Regions from separate parts of the Mus musculus genome. Here regions 2, 3, 4, 5 and 6 are each linked to region 1. A link is a contact called in public HiCAR-type, HiChIP or PLAC-seq and promoter capture Hi-C data. All regions are on one chromosome and are shown on one strand. The core of a region is the stretch at or near the end of the contact, and the rest is flanking DNA. Distances in the headings are between cores, read along the strand shown.

Region 1 (2,910 bases), core at 290-2,789:
AGGCAAGCACAACCATGGTTTGAAGAGTACATTACTTTTAAAATTTTTCTGAGAAATCCTTGTCAGCTCCCTTGAAATACTGTTAACACCACGGGCTCTCATAAAGTCAACACTGGAAATTTACTAGAACATAAAATTTGAATTAATAAAAACACTGAGCAAGTATTTTCATGATATTAAATATGTTTGACTGATGATTCAGAATGGTGTTTATATAAACTACATTAAAATAATATAACTTCATGTACACGTTGAGGAAAGTATTTTAAGGGGTTAAAGCACAATGCCAGGTCTGTGGTTCCTTGTATTTATTTAGAGTTCACCACAAACAGCGAATGTTAGGTATTTTACAGTTTCAGACTAGTACTGCATAAAGTATTTCAAATGTATAGCTCAATTTCCAAAATCTTTCCTAAAGATGAACGTGACTGAAGAGGCAAACAGATTAACAAGAATGATTAGAGAGAAATAAAATGCAGACAACTACTTGAATTCAATGCTATTTTTCTTCTTAAGCCAGGACTGTAAACATGTACTTTAAAGCCCATAAATTTAGAAAAAAAAAATTTTTAATCCAGAACATTGTGTCCGATGTTTATCTCTGTAGTTTTGATTACTGGAAAGAAATGGAATGAAATTCTCAGTAATGTTAAAATCAATGCAGCAGCGCCGCCCAGTGAATAAACCGGATATAAAGCTACGTTGCCAGAATTCTCCATGTTAAATTGTACTGTATTTTCAGTGTAGCCATGTTCCATCTACTTATATGAAACTATGTTCTATAATATTGGCTCAAGAATATAACAATTAAAATCTTACCTATTTATTAAAAAAATCAAGTAGTAAAGGTACTCAAAGGATATTAAAACACCCGTGAATAGAGAGTTCTGTATATTCTTTGTTACCTGTAATGTCAGTAAGCCACAGAAATGGCTCACCGATGAGATGAACTAGTGGTTTTGCTCATGTTTGGCAAGTGTAGAATCATATTCCAGTACGTTTATGCTTCTAGATTTATTATCCTATATTGAGTCCTCAAAGTGAGTAAATTAAAGATTTAAATTGGACGTCCTTAACAATGTCTATCCATCCATTCGCTGCCCCGCCCTCAAGCTTTCATGGACCTAAGGAGAAATGATGTGTACAAATATCCAGTGAGGTCAAAATTTGACCCCATCAATGCTTATCAAACAGTAAGACTGTTACTACTACTCCTGGATTCTCTATAATGCCTTTGATTAATTTGGGAACAACACATCCTCTATTGCCTGTTACTCTCTGAGCCTAAGAGAAGGGGCTAGAAACCGTCTGTCTGCCTGCTCGCTATCAGGTACGCTGAAGGCAAAGTTCCAGTCTGGGACAACCCGGTAAACACATCCCGGAACTCCTCCCCCTAACTGCTGCGCTTCCTGGTCTGGCGGAATCGCGGTTCCGGCTAGAAACTATAACCCTGAAGAATGATTCCGCTGATCTGGAGCCTGGCTCGCTGCGCAACTCGTCAAGTCCCACCCACCGTGGGTCTTCTGAGCCTTCTCGGCATCCGTCGCGAAGGAAGCGCGCTGTGCGGAAAGGGGCCGGCCTCACAAAAAAAGGCGGCCGGTTTGAAAAATGACAACGGTCAGCGGCTTTCGGTTGGACGCTCGGTTTTTAACTGTTTTTCCGTGAGCTGCTAGGCCTCCAGGTGAGTTTGAGCGGGTGAGCGTTGGAGGGCCGGGTGCAAGGCCAAGGATCGGGGCATCTGGGTTTACTAACTTGTGTGTTGATTTGACAGGCTCATCTATCCCAGGTTGGTCTCGAACCCCTATATTCCTGAGACTAGCCTTTTTTTATTTATTTATTTAACTTTATTTGTAATTCAATTTTTTTACACTTCATATTCCATTCCCCGCCCCTCCCCATCCACCCTCCGACTGATCCACATCCCAAACTCCTCCCCTCCCCACCCTGTCTCCACATGGATGCCCCCACCCCACCTGATCTCTAAACTCCCTGGGGCCTCCACTCTCTTGAGGGTTAGGTGTATCATCTCTGAATGAACACAGACCCGGCAGTCCTCTATGTGTGTTGGGGGCCTCATATCTGCTGGTGTATGCTGTCTGTTTGGTGGTCCAGTGTTTGAGAGATCTCAGGGATCCAGATTAATTGAGATTGCTAGTCCCCTTACAGGATCGTCCTCCTCAGCTTCTTTCAGCCATCCCTAATTCAACAACAGGGATCAGCTGCTTCTGTCCATTGGTTGGGTGCAAATATCTGCATCTGACTCTTTCAGCTGCTTGTTGGGTCTTTCGGAGGGCAGTCATGTTAGATCCCTTTTTGTGAGCGCTTCATAGCCTCAGTAGTAGTGTCAGGCCTTGGGACTGCCCCTTGAGCTGGATCCCACTTTGGGCCTGTCACTGGACCTTCTTTTTCACAGGCTCCTCTCCATTTCCATCCCTGGAATTCTTTCAGAGAGAAACAATTATGGGTCAGAGGTGTGACAGTGGGATGGCAACCCCATCCCTCACTTGATGTCCTGTCTTTCTGCTGGAGGTGGGCTCTATAAGTTCCCTCTCCCTACTGCCGGGCATTTCATCAAAGGTCCCTTCCTATGAGTCCTGGGAGTCTCTCACCTCCCATCTCTCAAGTGCTGACTTTACGGGCATGAGCCACAAGAATGGCGTCAGTGTGACTTGTTTGAATGCTTGCCAATTTTTTATGTATCTCCATTGCGCCACCATCTCTGGATTAAACCAAGAACCATTTATCAAAAGGCGAAAATATCATAATCCAAAAGTCAGGGAGCTGAATGTACCTGGATCTACGTGGGTGTAACACAAAGCCTTCCCCGTATTTTCCAGGAATGCTTTATCTAGTTCCTCAGAATTGGGAGTTGCTTGCTTAAGTTTGCATTGCAAAGCCAGTTGTATATAA
Region 2 (2,910 bases), core at 291-2,790, 2.8 Mb before region 1:
ACTTTCACTAGAGTGCTTAGAATGTTCAGGGAGGAGAAAAATTCCAAAGCCTCCTAGTCCATACGGCAAAATCAGAATGTTGCAGAAGATCCAGAACACATTAGTCGTATTTGATTCTCTCCGTTAGGCGGTCCTCCTTGTAATGGGAAATAATCTGAATCAGTATGGAACAGTTGATCAGAAGGAAGAACAAACCGGCTAACCAAATAAACAGGAAGGTGTTCTTTCCTTGAAACTCTAGAACATATGCAGGAGCCAGCCATAAGGCCTGTCCTATGAACCAGAACAGTAAGAGGACTACGGCTCTTTTCCAAGGCATCCTCACCAGTGGCATCACCAGAGGCAGAAGGCAGAGATACCAAAGAAAGTACTGAGAGGTGCAGACTTTGTTAAAAGTCACAAAAATGGACGTATGAAGGAAACAGCAGAAGACAAGGTCTCTGTAGTAGGCGAAAGATGCGGCTGACAGCAAGATGAACTGTGGCAGGAACGCCGCAATCCCCAGAGTAAAACTCCACTTGCTCTCGGCAGTCAAATACAGCATATAGAAGTACGGAGAGAAATTATGGCGGATATCCCTCCTAGTTAGGTGATAAAAGTAGGTGTGCTCCAAAAACTCCCAACCGTACTTATAGTAAAAACCGAAGCTCAGGGCAACAAACGTGAGCCCTGCAACTGCTACGAAAAGCAGCACTGCCCAGCTACACAGCCTCCTCAGGAAGTCGTACAAACGAGCCTGGAAAGAGAACCGGGCTTGCCGGAGACGCTCGTCATCGTCGCGCTCGGGCCGCAGATGGAGCGCTATGGGGAGGATGTAGGTCACCGGGTACATCTTCATGTGCACCGCGAAGCCATAGAACACCGCGGCGCACGCGATGAGCCGTTTCTCTATGAAGTACAGGGTCGAGAGAACCAGGGAGGCGACGATGGAGTCCGCGTTGCCCCGGCTGGACACCGCCATGGGCAAAGGGTTGAGAAGCCAGAAGACGCAGTAGCCACAGGCTTGGCGGCGCCCCAGCCCCTTGAGCAGCAGCAGGCGGTACAGGAGGAAGGCGGTGAGGAGATCGCAGCTGATGAAGAGAAACTTGCCGAAGAGTTCGCTGAGGTAGACGTTGGGGGTGAGGAGCCAGCTCAGGAGCGGGGTGTAGCGGTAGGTCGCCCGCAGGTACGGGGAGCGCCCTTCCGTGACGAAGCGCGCGGCGTCCGTGAACACGTGGTAGTCTATGTCGGTGTACCTCACCAGCAGAGTCCGGTCCTGGAAGACACCGTAGAAAACCAGGGCGACCCGGGCCAGGAAGGCCACGCCGAACACCCCGGCGGGCGGCACCCGAAAGTTCAGGATCCATTCCCCCCAGTGCATGGGGTAGCTCATGGTCCGAGTGCGGGCCACCCGCCCGGCCCGGCCCGGCCCCGGGTCCACACTGCGCCCCTCTCGCTAACCGTCCTCGGGCTGACGCCTCTCAGCCGCCGGGAGCATCTCCTCTGCTACAGCACCGACAGGAAGAACCGAGGAATGATCACTTCCGGCACCCCAAGTCCCGCCCCCACGGTACTTCCGGCCTCCAGCCCCGCGCGGGCTCTCAGCTGTCTCCGCGGAACGATTGCCTTCCTCGGGATTGGCTGTCTAGCGTCCGCAGCTTCCTCCGGCGAAGGCGGGATTTCCGGTCCCTTATTGGCGACGCTTCCGCTGTCCGGAAATCCCGGAGTGGCTGAGATGTCGTGGACCTGGGACCTGGGTGAACTTTGTTTTTAGTAACCAGAGCTTCCGCGTTCCCAGCTCAGATCTACGGAGGAGGACGCTGAACACAGTGAGCTGCTACCTGCTGCTACTTACATCCCGCCCAACTGGCTTGGAGGACTGAGAGTGGGAAATACAGATGGAAAGAATAAGCCTAAAATAAAATAGTCTTTTTACCCTGATAAGAAGGTTCCTCCTACCGAAATACGTCTAGATTGTCTCCCCTGGAGTACTGTCAACTCCGTTCTTTTCAAGAACTCTTCAACTAGGTCAAAATCGGCCGTCAACCCACTCCGTTCACCCTACCACTATTAGTTTCTTGCCAAAGACTCCAACTCTTTCATTCTTTTCCTGATTTCTTACTGCACTTATAATTGACTTTTTAAAACTTCATACTCTTTTTTTTTTTTTTTTCTGGTTTTTCGAGACAGGATTTCTCTGTATAGTCCTGGCTGTCTTGGAACTCACTCTGTAGACCAGGCTGGCCTCGAACTCAGAAATTCGCCTGCCTCTGCCTCCCAAGTGGTGGGATTAAAGGCGTGCGCCACCACGCCGGGCCAAGAACTTCATACTTTATTTTACAATGTTTTCAGTTTCAAGTAAATTGTTCGTGAGAGTAGAAAGTATTTCTTTATTTCTTTGTACTTTCTTGTAATGTATTACAGTCTCAGACGCATGGTAACTGACGCAGACTGCCTTGATCTTACAAACTGAGCCTGCCCCTAGGGAATGTCTTCTAGATTACCATAGAAGTGGCTCCATTCGGCCTAGACATCTCTCATCCTACACTTCACATTTATCCTTTGAGTGAGCCGTATTAACCTCTAGTCATAGTCTGGTATGTCTGTGCTTTGATGTAATTACATGGTGTAGATTAATAACTACCTCTATTGGTTTTTTACTATGCATTGCCCATAATATACTGTGATAACACATTACCATTCAAATAACCTTATAACTAAATTGTAGGGTTCTTGAGAGTAGAAAGTATGTATTTCTTTGTACTTCCTTGCATTACAGTTGCAGGCACATGGTAACTGACACAGACTGTCTGGCTTGATCTTAGAAGTCGAGCCTGTCAAGAGTTATTTGAATGATACTGTGTTATCACAGTATACGTGGCCTAAATTATCATAATTGTTATTTGTTAAGGACTTATTCCCAGTTGTCAG
Region 3 (2,910 bases), core at 109-2,608, 2.3 Mb after region 1:
GGAACTCACTTTGTAGACCAGGCTGGCCTCGAACTCAGAAATCCGCCTGTCTCTGCCTCCCGAGTGCTGGGATCAAAGGCGTGCGCCACAACGCCCCGTGCAATAAGCGTTCTTAACCACTGAGCCATCCAGCCCCACTGTCGCACATCTAATAGGATGGAAAGCACATTATACATGTTTCACAGTTTACACAGGCTTTGTGCTCCGTTCATCAAAAAGGGACACTTTAAGTAGCAGTGTTTAGTAGGATCTTATAGAAGTTTATAATACACATAATTATGTATCATTATAATACATATAAATATGGTAATCATCCAAAGGAGGCCATACAAAATGACACACAGCTTTATAAAGTGTGTTTTTAAAGTCTCTGATCTAGTGAAGGCATGCCTGATTGCCTAGCAACACACTAAACTTAGAAGATAAAATATTACCAGTTTTAGTGGAGCACACCTTTAATCCCATCAATAAGGAGGCAGAAAGAAGCAGGTATCTCTGTGACTTTGGGCCAGCCTGGTCTACCTAGTGAGTACCGGGACACCCAGGGCTACATAATAGATCCAGTCCCAACAACCCTTCTCCCCACACAAATGGACTTGTGATCCTATTGGTAATGCCTACTTCTGACTAGGACTCAGAGCTCAGGGTTGGAACTGGGGGCTGCATGTGGCCTGCAGCATGTGTGGGGGCTTCACAAGCCCATTTCTGCTAGGTGTGCTGGGGGCAGCATCACACAGAAGCAGTGTGGCCGTTCTGTCTCAGGAGAGAGCCCACGACGCTTATGTGTTCCATATTTGGTTGTCTGAGGAAGTCCCATTTTGGAGACTGGTCCTGGAGCTGTGCCATAGCTCTCACGACTTATTGATCTCTGGAGGTCAAACATGGTGTTTTGATTAGCCACCGACTGCATTTCCCCTACTCTGTCGCTTCTGTGGGGAAAGCCAACATTTGAGAGCAGAACATTATGGAGCAATACGCCCTATTTGAATGAGGGAGGCATGAACACCATTCTGGAGGAAGAGCAAGCCGCAGGACCTTCCTGGTCTGCTGTCCCCAGTCCCCAGAGCACTGCAGCTGGGTTGACCCTTTGTTTCCCCAGATGGATGCACCCGCACTGAGGACACCACCAGGCCTTCCAGGGGATTGTGTTCACTGTGAGATTTGAGGTCTTCCATTGTAATCCAATGGAAGCTTTTATGGCATCGGTCACTGTGCCCAGTTAGGGTGGAGACCTCGCAGGCTTGTGGCAAAAGTGTTTTCAGGTGAGTTGGGGACAGGGAACATAGGCCTTGTACTCTGTCAGGCTCCAGTTCCTGGCCTGTCTTGGCCTGTTTTTAATCTGGTTCTTTTGACCTCATCCCTACATCTGTGAAAAGGAGATAAGGTCTGGCTTGTGAGAACACCGGCCCCAGTGTATACACAGTGGTGTCTAAACCGGGAACAATCGCCCTCCTGTTACCTGCCTTCATGTTCTACAGTGTGTGTGCTGCCAGAACAGCCTCTCTGATCAGTCTATTGTTAAACATATTCCCAGTACTTATTTGTTTTATTGGGGAATACCTCCCTCTCCACCCAGACAGGGTTCCTTTGTATAGCCCTGGCTCAATCCTCCTGCCTCTCCCTTTGGAGAGCTGGGATCAAAGGCATGTGCCACCACTGCCAGGCTTAATTGGGGGATATACTTTGGAATATATAGCAAGACCCTGATACATACAACACAAACCGTAATGACCCCCGAACCATTGACTATGTCTTACTCCTGAAGGAAGAGGGCGCTTCCATTCTCAGCCAGGCACTCCTCAGTTGGTAATGTGATGTGAAGGTTGACTGTGCGCTGGGGATCTCTGAGGTGTCAGAGAGTGCCACGTGAGTAAGCTCTGGGCAGATCAAGAGGAGCTGGAGAGAGTTTAATGGGGAAGTCTTCCTTGCGGGATTTAAGTGTAATCACCCTCCCCTGCCACCCCTCCCCCCCAGTCTCTGGATCCTGTGAAGCCATTGCTTGCCGAGCTCACCTTTCTGCATCACGTGACTGTGCTGTTTCCTCTAGGACGCGTCTACTGCAGTGGCCCATAACCTTCCCAGTGCTGCAAACTGTGGTGGTGTTGGGGTGACTCGCAACCTTAAAACTATGTTTGTTGCTACTGTTATGAGTTGTAGTGTAAATATCTGTTAAGCAGGATATCTGATAGTCAGCCCCTGTGAAATAGTCACCCTACCTCCCCCAGGGGGGTCGAGACCCACTGATCGAGAACCACCGGTCTACTGTGCACCCCCACCCCAGCCCCAACCTCCGCCCTCAGGCTGCTGCTGGCTTCCTGCCTCCCATTGTTCTCTCGGTTGCTTTGTGTATTCTTTCTTCTTGGGCTTGGGTCCCGCCTCTGAAGCTCCTTGGCTCACTGCGCGTCTCCCTTCTGGAGTCTGCTCAGTCATCACTTGTCCCGAGCCCCCTTCCCGTGTCCTCAGCTGTCACCCTGCATTTCCACTCAGTGTGTGAGACCTGGAATCCTGCCAGTCCCACCTGCAACCTTCCCTTCAGCTACTCGGGAGAGACACCTTGCTGCTGTCACCCCCACCCCCCCCCCCCGTCAGTCTGTCCATCCAGGCTGCCCATCCCCTCCGTTCCACTTGTGAATCTCTCTTGGAATCTTAGCCAGGCTTCCATCATTTCCAGACAGCATGACTCTCCAGTGGCTGGCTTCCCAGCCAGCAGCCTGGACCCCCTCCAGAACATTCTCCACATTGCTGCGGGAGTGATCTTTAAACAAATACAGCTCTGATCCTGCTCGTCACTCCCTGGGCATTCTTTGTGGCTGGGTTTCCGCTCTTGGCCTTGGCATTTCCAAGGCTGTAATGGGCTAGCTCTTAGCACGTGTCACACCTGTCCTTTCCCATCCTCATTGCTAACTGCTT
Region 4 (2,910 bases), core at 110-2,609, 2.2 Mb after region 1:
GTCACAGTGACTTATTCTCCAAACACAGCTCACACATTCAAATCTCCATGTTTACGTGATTTTTCCTTTCCCTAGAATTTCCTCTCCCTCTTTTATCTTCTATCTACATTCTAACTAATCCACAAGGCACTGGGTCCATCTGTACCATGAGATCTTCCATAGTCTCTCACAACAGAACAGGACCTCTTCTTTAGAATGAAGACTCTGTGTGTGTGTGTGTGTGTGTCTGCCATGACCCCTTTCCCCTTTAGCTCCCCGCCCCCCCCCCCCCCCCCCCCGTTTTAGGCAAGGTCTCGACAGGAAGTAGATCCAGCCTGGAATGCACTATGTAGACCAGGCCTGCCCTATCTGGAGCTCTACCACACCCAGATTCCTTTTAGCTTTATTAAAGATGCTGCACAAAGGTCTTTGATTTCTATCTTTACCAAGTTAGAGTATGGTTTTGTTTGTAACATGAATCTCCCTATGTAGCCCACACTAGCTGCGAACTCACAATCATGTCCATCTCCTGAGTGTTGAGATTTCAGTTGCCCTAACAAGGAACACTGGCTTGTAGTATTCTTGGTATACTCCTCTCTTAGTTACTGTGAACATGCACCCATTGAACTTCCCGTGTTGAACCGTCCACCGTCTTACCATACTCACATTTTTTACTTTGTTTTTCCACTTCTGCCTTCAATCTCTTGTATTTGTCTGTCCTGTAAACCAGGACCCAGGTTATGCCTAAACAGTAAAAGCAACATGCTAATGAGAAATAAATGGAAATCACAACAAACCATCTTTAATTGTTAGTATTGGAGACAAAAGGATTTCGACATTTTGCTCTATACTTATCAGTAACTTTTTTCAAAGTCAGATCAACCCATGTTTTGTTTTGTTTTTTTCAGTGTATCCACAAATACGTAAAGAAAATCAGGACGTATGACTCCACACTACTCTCCTGCTTCTATAGGGGGATGAGCCCGGGATTTCTTGCAACGGACCACGCAGGCCGCAGGGAGTGAGGCTCCCGATCTTTGCTCATGGGGTGCGAGGGACCCCAGTGCCCTTCCACCCTGGGATTAATCAAACGTCCAAGGAAACAGCCGCCCTCACCCTCGGCGAGCAGCGCGGTGCACACGGAGATAAAGACGATGAGCAGCGTGTCTGCAAACATGGTGCTCATCTCGCCCGTCTGTCCCCGCGCTCCCACCCTCCGCGGGGGGAAAGCACTCCAGAGCCAGAGAGACCGGGAAGAGACGTGGCGGGACCGACCCTCGAGGAGCGCTACAACTTTGACAGCCCCGAGTCTACACTTCCGCTTCCGGGGCGCCGACCCGGAACTACAGGCTTCACTCCCGCCGTCTGGCCGCCATAGTCGGGAGAGAGCGGCAACGCGCAAGTCTCGGGGGCCGAAGGCGCGCGCCAGGCCCGGTCTCGCGAGAGTTGGAAAGCCAGGTCGGTCGGAGGATGGCGGTGTGGTGGCGGCGGCGTTGCGACCTCGGCAGTGCGTTACCTGCTCTCCGAGCCCGATCGCCTACCTCACACTAGAACCCTGTCACACGGTGGCTGGACTTCACCCGCATCCCCGCCTCCGTGGCCGAAAAGTTAGGCCACCGCGTGCGGAGCGTCAGGGTCTGGGGGCTCGCCCCGGTCCTGGGCTGGGCGAGCCGAGTCGAGGAGTCCTCGGGCGCTGGTTAAACCAGCCTTTATGATGCCGGGGACGCCGTTGGAGGAGAAGGGCTGCACAACTCGCTTGCTGCGGCCGGGCTTTTATTGGAAGGAACGGTGGCGCAGTCGAAGGGGAAGAAGTGAAAACGTTGAATTTGAGTTAGAAGTGTTTTGGGGGCTGGGCGGTGGTGGCGCACGCCTTTAATCCCAGCACTTGGGAGGCAGAGGCAGGCCGATTTCTGAGTTCGAGGCCAGCCTGGTCTACAGAGTGAGTTCCAGGACAGCCAGGGCTATACAGAGAAACCCTGTCTCGAAAAAAAAAAGAAAGAAAGAAAAAAAAAAACAGCCGGGGGGTTGGGGGGGGACGGACACGGGGATAGAAAAAGGTGTGGTGTGTAAAAGTAGGATGTCTTGAGAGAGCCTCATACACTCAGATGTCCTCCGTGATGGACTGTAAATTACCGTGTGCAAGCGGGGCGAGAAAATGACGGGAAGGCCTTGATATAAGAGCACTCGATTCCTCCCAATTCTCAGATCTGCTCTTTTTCCTCAAGAAAACTCAGAAGTCTTCCTTTGTGCGTCCTTGTGTTTTTTTGAGACAGGGTTGCACTATGGAGCCCTGGTTGACCTGGAGCACTCAAGAGACCCCCCTGTCCTAGCTTTCCATAACTGTGCCACCATGCCCAGTTTGACTTCCATTTTCTGTCATTGTTCTTCCAAATTTCACTGCACACAATTTATAAATCTTCTGTAGCATTACCTTTTTAGTTTCTCTTGCCTTATATTTATCCAGGACTCCTTTAATAGATATTAAATATATGTCTATTAAATAAAGATATAACTATAAATATACGTCTTTAATAGACATTAAATATATGTCAGGAACAGTACTGGGCCCTGTAAGATGGAGCAAGATAAGATTCCTTGGTTCCAAAATTCCCCAGGGAAATTGTACGCCATAGTAAGATAGAATTATAGCTAAAGTGTTGAGAGCGCAAGACCGATTCTTCACGGAGGATTCAGAAAAGCTTCAGAAGCCAGGCGGTGGTGGTGCACGCCTTTAATCCCAGCACTTGGGAGGCAGAGGCAGGTGGATTTCTGAGTTCGAGGCCAGCCTGGTCTACAAAGTGAGTTCCAGGACAAACAGGGCTCCACAGAGAAGCCCTGTCTTGGAAAACCAAAAAAGAAAAGAAAAGAATAGCTTCAGAAAGGTCAGTCTGAGCTGAGTCTTGATTTGAGCAGGAGTTCACACAAGGGTAT
Region 5 (2,910 bases), core at 192-2,691, 2.2 Mb after region 1:
TATACCTGCCAGTCAGGCCCCCTGTCCCCAAAGGTCCCACAACCTACAAAAACAGTGCTACTAAGTAGAGACAAGTGTCGGAACACGTGAGCCTATGGGACATTTCAGACTGAGCGTCCCTTAGGAGACTTTCCCAATCTGAGACTTCCACATGAGTCTGTAGGACGAGAAGTTCTTTTACTCTCAGCTAGAGCAAAAGCAGGTGGGTCCTGGTGAGCACATCTCCCTTCAGCCAGAGTTTGTACTTGAGCTTCTAACCTTCCAACATGAAAGTGGAGTTCCTTATAAGTCCTTAAAGTTCTGGACAGACATCCATGAGGAAATTTTGTTGGTGGTGGTGGGGTTTTTTTTTTTTTGGGCGGGGGTGGGGGGGTGTTTTTGTTTTTCAAGACAGGATTTCTCTACATAGCCTTGCCTGTCCTGGAGCTCACTCTGTAGACCAGGCTGTCCTCAAATTCACAGAGATCCTCCTGCCTCTGCCTCTGCCTCTGCCTCCCCAGTATCGGGATTAAAGGTGTGAGCCACCACTGCCAGACTTGAAAATACTGTTTTAAAAGCTACCTTCTGTCCATTCCAGGTTGGAGGTGTACCCTCCCTTCCTGTTTTTCCTAACGGTGGGAGGTGTTTACCACCCGGTAAGTTTCTTCTGGGGCTGTTCATCCATTTAGATGTGGTTCCCCCGAGCTACCCAGGGCACAGGGAGAAGGAGAGGAACCTGGAATGAGGAGCCTGGGGTCAAGCAGCACTTATTTAAAAGGATTTTATTTACTGAGTTATTATGAGGTTTGCTTTAAAGTAGGCAGATCTCACCTAGTTTTCTTAGAGAGAGGAGAAGCCTCTTAGCCACTATTTAACTTTCATGGGGTCAGCTGAGCCCCAGAAGCGTGAACTTTGACCCCAGGTCCATCTATTTCTGAAAGGTTTGTGTCCACAGGGAGTGGATTTGCTTTCCTCATTCACCTATGCAAAAAACAAACATCTACCCACACCCAAGGTTACAGCAGTGAACAAGACAGGCAGACGCCTGGATTAATCAGCCTTTCCTTTAATTGGGGTCATAAGTGAAGTATGTTAGAAAGTGCTGAGTGCCCAGTAGCAAACTGTTAGGAGGCAGGACAGGAGTGTGGGGCTCAGAGATGATGAGGAGTGTGGCCAGGGTCGGGGCTCTTACTGAGGTGACAGTTAAGCAAACTCACAAGCGATGAGGAAGAAGGAACTGCAGGTGTCTGTCTGTCTGTAGCACCCGGCATCCAGAAGGCACGCAGTCATTAGTCACACCTGAGGTTATAGCAGTGGACAGGACAGGCGGGCACCTGTACAACTGAAAACAGCCCAAAAACATTGACCCAAAATTGCTAGCAATTACGCAGCACTGTAGAGAAGAACGGCCTGGCAGAGACTAAGCTAAAATAGAGAGTAACTGGGGCTCTATCGATAGTTGAACTTCATCCTCCCGCCGGAGACTTCTCATCCGGAGTCAGTTCATGCAAATCCTCCCATAGCAACCAGCACCGCCCATAGCAACCAGCACCGCCCATAACACTAGCGGCTCACCCTGCGCCAACCTTAGCTCCTTCTTATTCTGTCTGGGAAGTGGGGTTACTCGGGATGAATGGAAGAGAAGGGTGTCTCAACCTTCATAAGCCTTTACCCTCTCCTGTCAGGAGTGTTGGGAATGGGGAGCCCTTTGCCCTCTAGGTACACATATTCATGGGTTTGCTATACATTTTTTTCTCACCTTGTCTCATGGAGCTCCAGCCCTACTGGGTGCAGGCTGCAGCACTGGCTTCATCCAGGCATTGTCCCTGCAGACAGTGTAACCCAGCAGCTGTTCAGTCAGTGTGTGAGACCCAGGGTCCCATTTCAGATATCAGAGTTTCCTCTTCTGACTCACCCTGGAACCCTGAGGCCTGCCTGCTCTTACCTGCGCTCCAGAACCAGTTCCCCCAGTTGCCCTGAGAAGGAAGTTCCTTCTGGTCCACAGTCCTCCCATCAGGAAAGCTAGGATTCACCTTGCCATTGAGCATGCCATTGTAGACAACCACGGGTCTTCAATTTTCCTGACTGAGACGAATAACCCCATGATTTCCTAACTCTGTGAGAAATACATTAGCAAATGCATGAAATTACCATTGGCCAACACAGGTGTTGTCAGCTGTAGGCATTAATTAATGGAGGTCTGCTTCTTTAATGCAAACATCGTGCTGTCCTTTCATCCTAGCGCATAGCTTCTGGCCTGGGCCTGGCCTGGATTATTGGGCGAGTCCTTTACGCATATGGCTACTACACAGGAGGTAAGTAGATGCTGACATCCGCCAAGGAAATGCATTTTAGATTTATCTTCTTTAATATGTATTATGTACCTGTGTGCACCAGCCCACCCCTGGAGCTGCAGTTTCAGGTGCAAGCCACCTAACATGGGTGCTGATGACTGAATTCTGGCCCGCTGCAAGAGCAGCAGGTGTTCCTAACCACTGAGCCATCTCTTCTGCCCCCAAAACAAATTTTATTTATTTTTTATTTTTACTTTATTTTAGGTTTTTTTTTTTTTTTTTTTTTTTTAAGACTGTGTAGCTCTGGCTGCCCTGGAACTCACCTTATAGACCAGGCTGGCCTTGAACTCACAGAGATGTGCCTGCCTCGAACTCACAAATCACCGCCCAGCCAAATTTTAAATATTGTTACTGTATTTTAACTCTTGGTTTGGGATTTAAAGGTGGAGGAAGAAATGGGGCCAGAGAGATGGCTCGGCTGTTCAGGTGACTGACTGCTCTTCTGGAGGATCCAGGTTTGATTCCCAGCTCACAACAGTCTGTCACTCCAGCTCTAGGACAAGCATGCAAGTGGTGCACAGACACACATGCAGACAAAATACCCATATACATAAAGTATGATACAATTTAAAATGAG
Region 6 (2,910 bases), core at 269-2,768, 2.1 Mb after region 1:
CAGTAAAAAGGAAAGCCAAGCCTGGCCCCTTCCTTGATTCTAGGCTTTCCTGCTTGGGATTGTTCGACTCCCAGGCACTCTTTCTTAGAAGTGCAAATTCTCCCAAAGAAGAGATTCTCGTGAGGATGGGCTCACTAGTGCACCTCTATAATGCCAAGAGTTGGAAGGTGGAGGCAGGAGGATCAGTTCAAGACCAGTGTGAGCTACATGGCAATATGAACTTGAGGCACACCTGGGCTGTGAGGGAGAAAGACAGGTGGAAGAAAGGAAGGGTATGCAAGCTGTGCTAAAGATCCGAAAATCTTAAAAATTGTACTGATTAAAATTTTGGTGATTGTGGAGGGGTGGAAACCTTCAGCCAATCAAGCTAGCTTTAACATCCTTACTAGTCATTTATGTATTTGAACAGCTATCTCGGACCTATCACTCAAATCATTTCAGAGAGTACAAACCTGCCACTAGCCTCTACGAACTCAAGACAAAGAATGTCATCAGACAATATCTGAGATCTTATTCCAGGCTTTGCTATAATCTGCACACCTGATGCCCCCACCACCACCCGTTCCCAACGTACAAGAAAGGGAACTTGACTTAGGAATTTCTTTGGTTCTGTTACTAGAAGTTCACGAAATTACAGTTGGCCACTGCAGGCCATGGTCACTCATATTTGGCTACAGAATAAACTTATTCTCTGGTGTTTGTGAGGAAGGAGGGGAGAGACATTAAAAGGTATGCACTGTCTGACCTAGTTTCTTAGGTCGTAGCATGTTAAGTTTCTTAGGGCATTTCAGAAACGCGGGGCAAAAAAAAAAAAAAAAAAAAAAAGTAGCAGATAGCTTCGGTGCTTTCTGCGACCGGTTTAAAGCAGAACTTATAGAAATTAGCAGTCAAGGTCTGCTTCTGCTTAGTAGGTCCTATCCAAGGCTCTCCTGGAGGCCGCCGCGAGGTGGCACAAGAGGGTGCGCCTGTGCTCTTTGTTAAGTTTGTGCCGGGGTCCGGGAAGAAATACCTGGGCGAGCCAAGCCATAGGAGCCCGCCTGTGGGGCTGGGGGAGAGAGAATGGGTGCGGTGCACCGTGTAGGCAGAGCTGAGGTACGCGCCAACGGCGCAGGCTAAGGGAACTCCCACAGTTTCAAACGCCCCCTCCCCAAGAGAGTCCAAAAGTGAGACACACGCCTTCCCCACCCACCCCAAGCTCTCCATAAACTACGCTCTACTTTCTGCGCACGCGCAGCAAGCTGAGTTACAGTGCCCTGCCGGGGACAAATTACTAACGCGTTACTGTCGCTTCTGTTCCAACCAAGCAGAACAAATCTCTAGGAGCAATTTAATACTGTAGTCACGAAAAGATACTTGGAGAGTAGAGCAAATATATACACTGGGGAGCCGGAAAAGTAGATATGCGGGCTACCCGACACAGGGAAAAAATGCAGTCTAGTTTAAGAAACAGCTAGAACCGCCAAAGTCAGAGGCGGTCTCGGGGGCGGTCCCGAGGGCGTGGCCGCGCGGGGCGGGGCGGAGTGGGGCGGGTCCTGCGGGACAGCTAGAGCCGCACCTAGGCACTGCTGTGCTTCTCAGGTCTGTACCAGGCGCACGAAGGTGAGCCAGGTAAGTGCTGGCAGCTGCGAGCTGCAGGAGCTTTAGCTTCACTGGGACACCTGAATGCCTGCACATGCACAACCGGTATCTCAGTCACTTGGAACGGAATTGGGGTCTCCAACCTCCCTTCTTTATCGGTCGATTTGAGCTCTGCATTTCTACCCACTCTGCCCTCCGCCCTCCCTGCATGCTCCCCCCGATGGTGTAGCTTAGGAGCTTCTCGGGGAGGCCCCTACCTCGCTATCTCTAACTCAGGGAGGTTCTCAAGGTCAGCTCATCCTCAATTCCTTATTTTCCTCCCCCTCCTTAATTCCAATTGTGTAAAGACCTGGGGCTCCCTCTTTCGGCCTTCAAGAGACCACCTGACCTTACTCACTGCAGCTGTTAATACAGAGAAAGGAGCCCGGAACTCTGCAGTGGGAACTGGCCATTCGTACCTGATCTAGCACAGGTTTCATAAGTGGCGTGCAAGCGCCGCGCCTGCTATGGATGTCTTGTTGCTAGGATCCTTCGAGAGGGTCTCAGAGGGAATTGCATTTGTTTTCCTCTCGCCTCGTAGAAATATTTGCATTGATACCTGAATATGGGTCATTTTCTTACTTCTGTCCTCATAGCAAGAGACTTCTTGGGAAGAGTGAGTGGGATATTAATTCATCCCATACTCACATGTCCGCAAGTGTCCCTTTACTTATCTTGTGTCGCTACAGGGAGACCCAGAACCACAGGGTGGGGCACCTGCAGGGTGGTGGAAGGGAGTAAGAGACACTGAGTCACTCCCGAGGTTGTGGTTTCTGTTAATTCTTTGCTTGGGAGGCACCAGTCTGCAAGTAGCCTAGGGTACAAGTCAGTGCGGAAAAGGAAGTAGAGGAAAAGCAGAGACAGATGGTCGGATGGGTAGGAAAGCAACGCTGCGCTGCGGGTTGGGACTTGAATCCCTTAACTAGGGAAAGGAGGTGCCCCAGAGAGCAACCAGCTCTCTGCTCTGTTGCCTGTACTGGTGGCTTAGGTGTGGCCTTGCAGGGTCTGCTGCAGATTTTAAGGTAGTAGCAGAAACCAGGGCTTCCCTGCGGGAATCTGTAGGGCACCTGCAGACTGCAGTTTCCCGGAAGCAGCCAAGGTTATTAGTCAGGGTTACCCGGTGTGTTTTCTTTCAGTGTGTCCATAATGAGAGTATACTGTCTTGAGTCAGGGGATCCAGAATTGTTTATTCTCACAGGAGCTAAATTTATCTAAGGAGTTAAATAAAACTAACATCTGAAATCCAAACATGTGCTTTCACCCTGGGAAGTACATTCTGCTCAGCTTCTTCCT

What was found. Promoter capture Hi-C pulls out the DNA fragments that hold promoters and counts their contacts. HiCAR-type assays count read pairs that join an accessible place to other places. HiChIP or PLAC-seq counts read pairs in DNA pulled down with a chosen protein or histone mark. Capture Hi-C pulls out chosen DNA fragments and counts their contacts.
Region 2: a promoter capture Hi-C map of liver shows a contact between it and region 1, with 4 times the contacts expected there. The contact joins the promoter of Pigm here to the promoter of Nuf2 in region 1. A contact is called at or near these places in 3 of 39 promoter capture datasets (erythroid cells, liver and pre-B cells) and 1 of 9 other capture datasets (liver).
Region 3: an H3K27ac HiChIP or PLAC-seq map of extraembryonic endoderm stem cells shows a contact between it and region 1, with 12 times the contacts expected there. The contact joins the enhancer-like site here to the promoter of Nuf2 in region 1. A contact is called at or near these places in 2 of 39 promoter capture datasets (liver and pre-B cells) and 2 of 115 datasets of contacts at active chromatin or transcription factors (extraembryonic endoderm stem cells and trophoblast stem cells).
Region 4: a promoter capture Hi-C map of pre-B cells shows a contact between it and region 1, with 8 times the contacts expected there. The contact joins the promoter of Tmco1 here to the promoter of Nuf2 in region 1. A contact is called at or near these places in 7 of 39 promoter capture datasets (the C10 cell line, hippocampal neurons, liver and 2 more), 1 of 484 Hi-C or Micro-C datasets (CD8 T cells), 2 of 115 datasets of contacts at active chromatin or transcription factors (astrocytes and large pre-B cells) and 1 of 9 other capture datasets (liver).
Region 5: a promoter capture Hi-C map of liver shows a contact between it and region 1, with 3 times the contacts expected there. The contact joins the enhancer-like site here to the promoter of Nuf2 in region 1. A contact is called at or near these places in 4 of 39 promoter capture datasets (3T3-L1-derived adipocytes, hippocampal neurons, liver and 1 more) and 1 of 115 datasets of contacts at active chromatin or transcription factors (large pre-B cells).
Region 6: a HiCAR-type map of astrocytes shows a contact between it and region 1, with 8 times the contacts expected there. The contact joins the promoter of Mgst3 here to the promoter of Nuf2 in region 1. A contact is called at or near these places in 4 of 39 promoter capture datasets (3T3-L1-derived adipocytes, hippocampal neurons, liver and 1 more), 1 of 484 Hi-C or Micro-C datasets (macrophages), 3 of 115 datasets of contacts at active chromatin or transcription factors (astrocytes, large pre-B cells and stem cell-derived neural progenitor cells) and 1 of 9 other capture datasets (liver).

Annotation. Positions count from the first base shown.
Region 1 is chr1:169,530,093-169,533,002 of GRCm38.p6, reverse strand. Nuf2 (NUF2, NDC80 kinetochore complex component) reads left to right here and starts at 1,539. Exons shown (of 15, transcript NM_001355159.1): 1 at 1,539-1,681. Gm34624 (a long non-coding RNA gene) reads right to left here and starts at 1,426. Exons shown (of 3, transcript XR_373698.2): 1 at 906-1,426.
Region 2 is chr1:172,375,161-172,378,070 of GRCm38.p6, reverse strand. Pigm (phosphatidylinositol glycan anchor biosynthesis, class M) reads right to left here and starts at 1,540. Exons shown (of 1, transcript NM_026234.4): 1 at 1-1,540. The coding sequence starts at 1,372. The coding sequence ends at 101.
Region 3 is chr1:167,270,014-167,272,923 of GRCm38.p6, reverse strand. All of the region lies in intron 1 of Uck2 (uridine-cytidine kinase 2), which reads left to right. Among named protein-coding and RNA genes, the nearest start is that of Gm46170, 4.6 kb to the right of the region's middle. Within about 2 kb of position 1,358, at least 256 of the 459 cell types and tissues checked have an H3K27ac peak or open chromatin away from gene starts, as enhancers often do. A contact at or near this core is called in extraembryonic endoderm stem cells, liver and trophoblast stem cells, where this site is marked.
Region 4 is chr1:167,307,119-167,310,028 of GRCm38.p6, reverse strand. It overlaps Tmco1 (transmembrane and coiled-coil domains 1), which reads right to left and starts at 1,359. Exons shown (of 7, transcript NM_001039483.1): 1 at 1,096-1,359; 2 at 646-723. The coding sequence starts at 1,165.
Region 5 is chr1:167,373,177-167,376,086 of GRCm38.p6, reverse strand. Mgst3 (microsomal glutathione S-transferase 3) reads left to right here. Exons shown (of 6, transcript NM_025569.2): 4 at 578-635; 5 at 2,222-2,294. Among named protein-coding and RNA genes, the nearest start is that of Mgst3, 19 kb to the left of the region's middle. Within about 2 kb of position 1,441, at least 63 of the 459 cell types and tissues checked have an H3K27ac peak or open chromatin away from gene starts, as enhancers often do. A contact at or near this core is called in liver, where this site is marked.
Region 6 is chr1:167,392,449-167,395,358 of GRCm38.p6, reverse strand. Mgst3 (microsomal glutathione S-transferase 3) reads left to right here and starts at 1,518. Exons shown (of 6, transcript NM_025569.2): 1 at 1,518-1,608.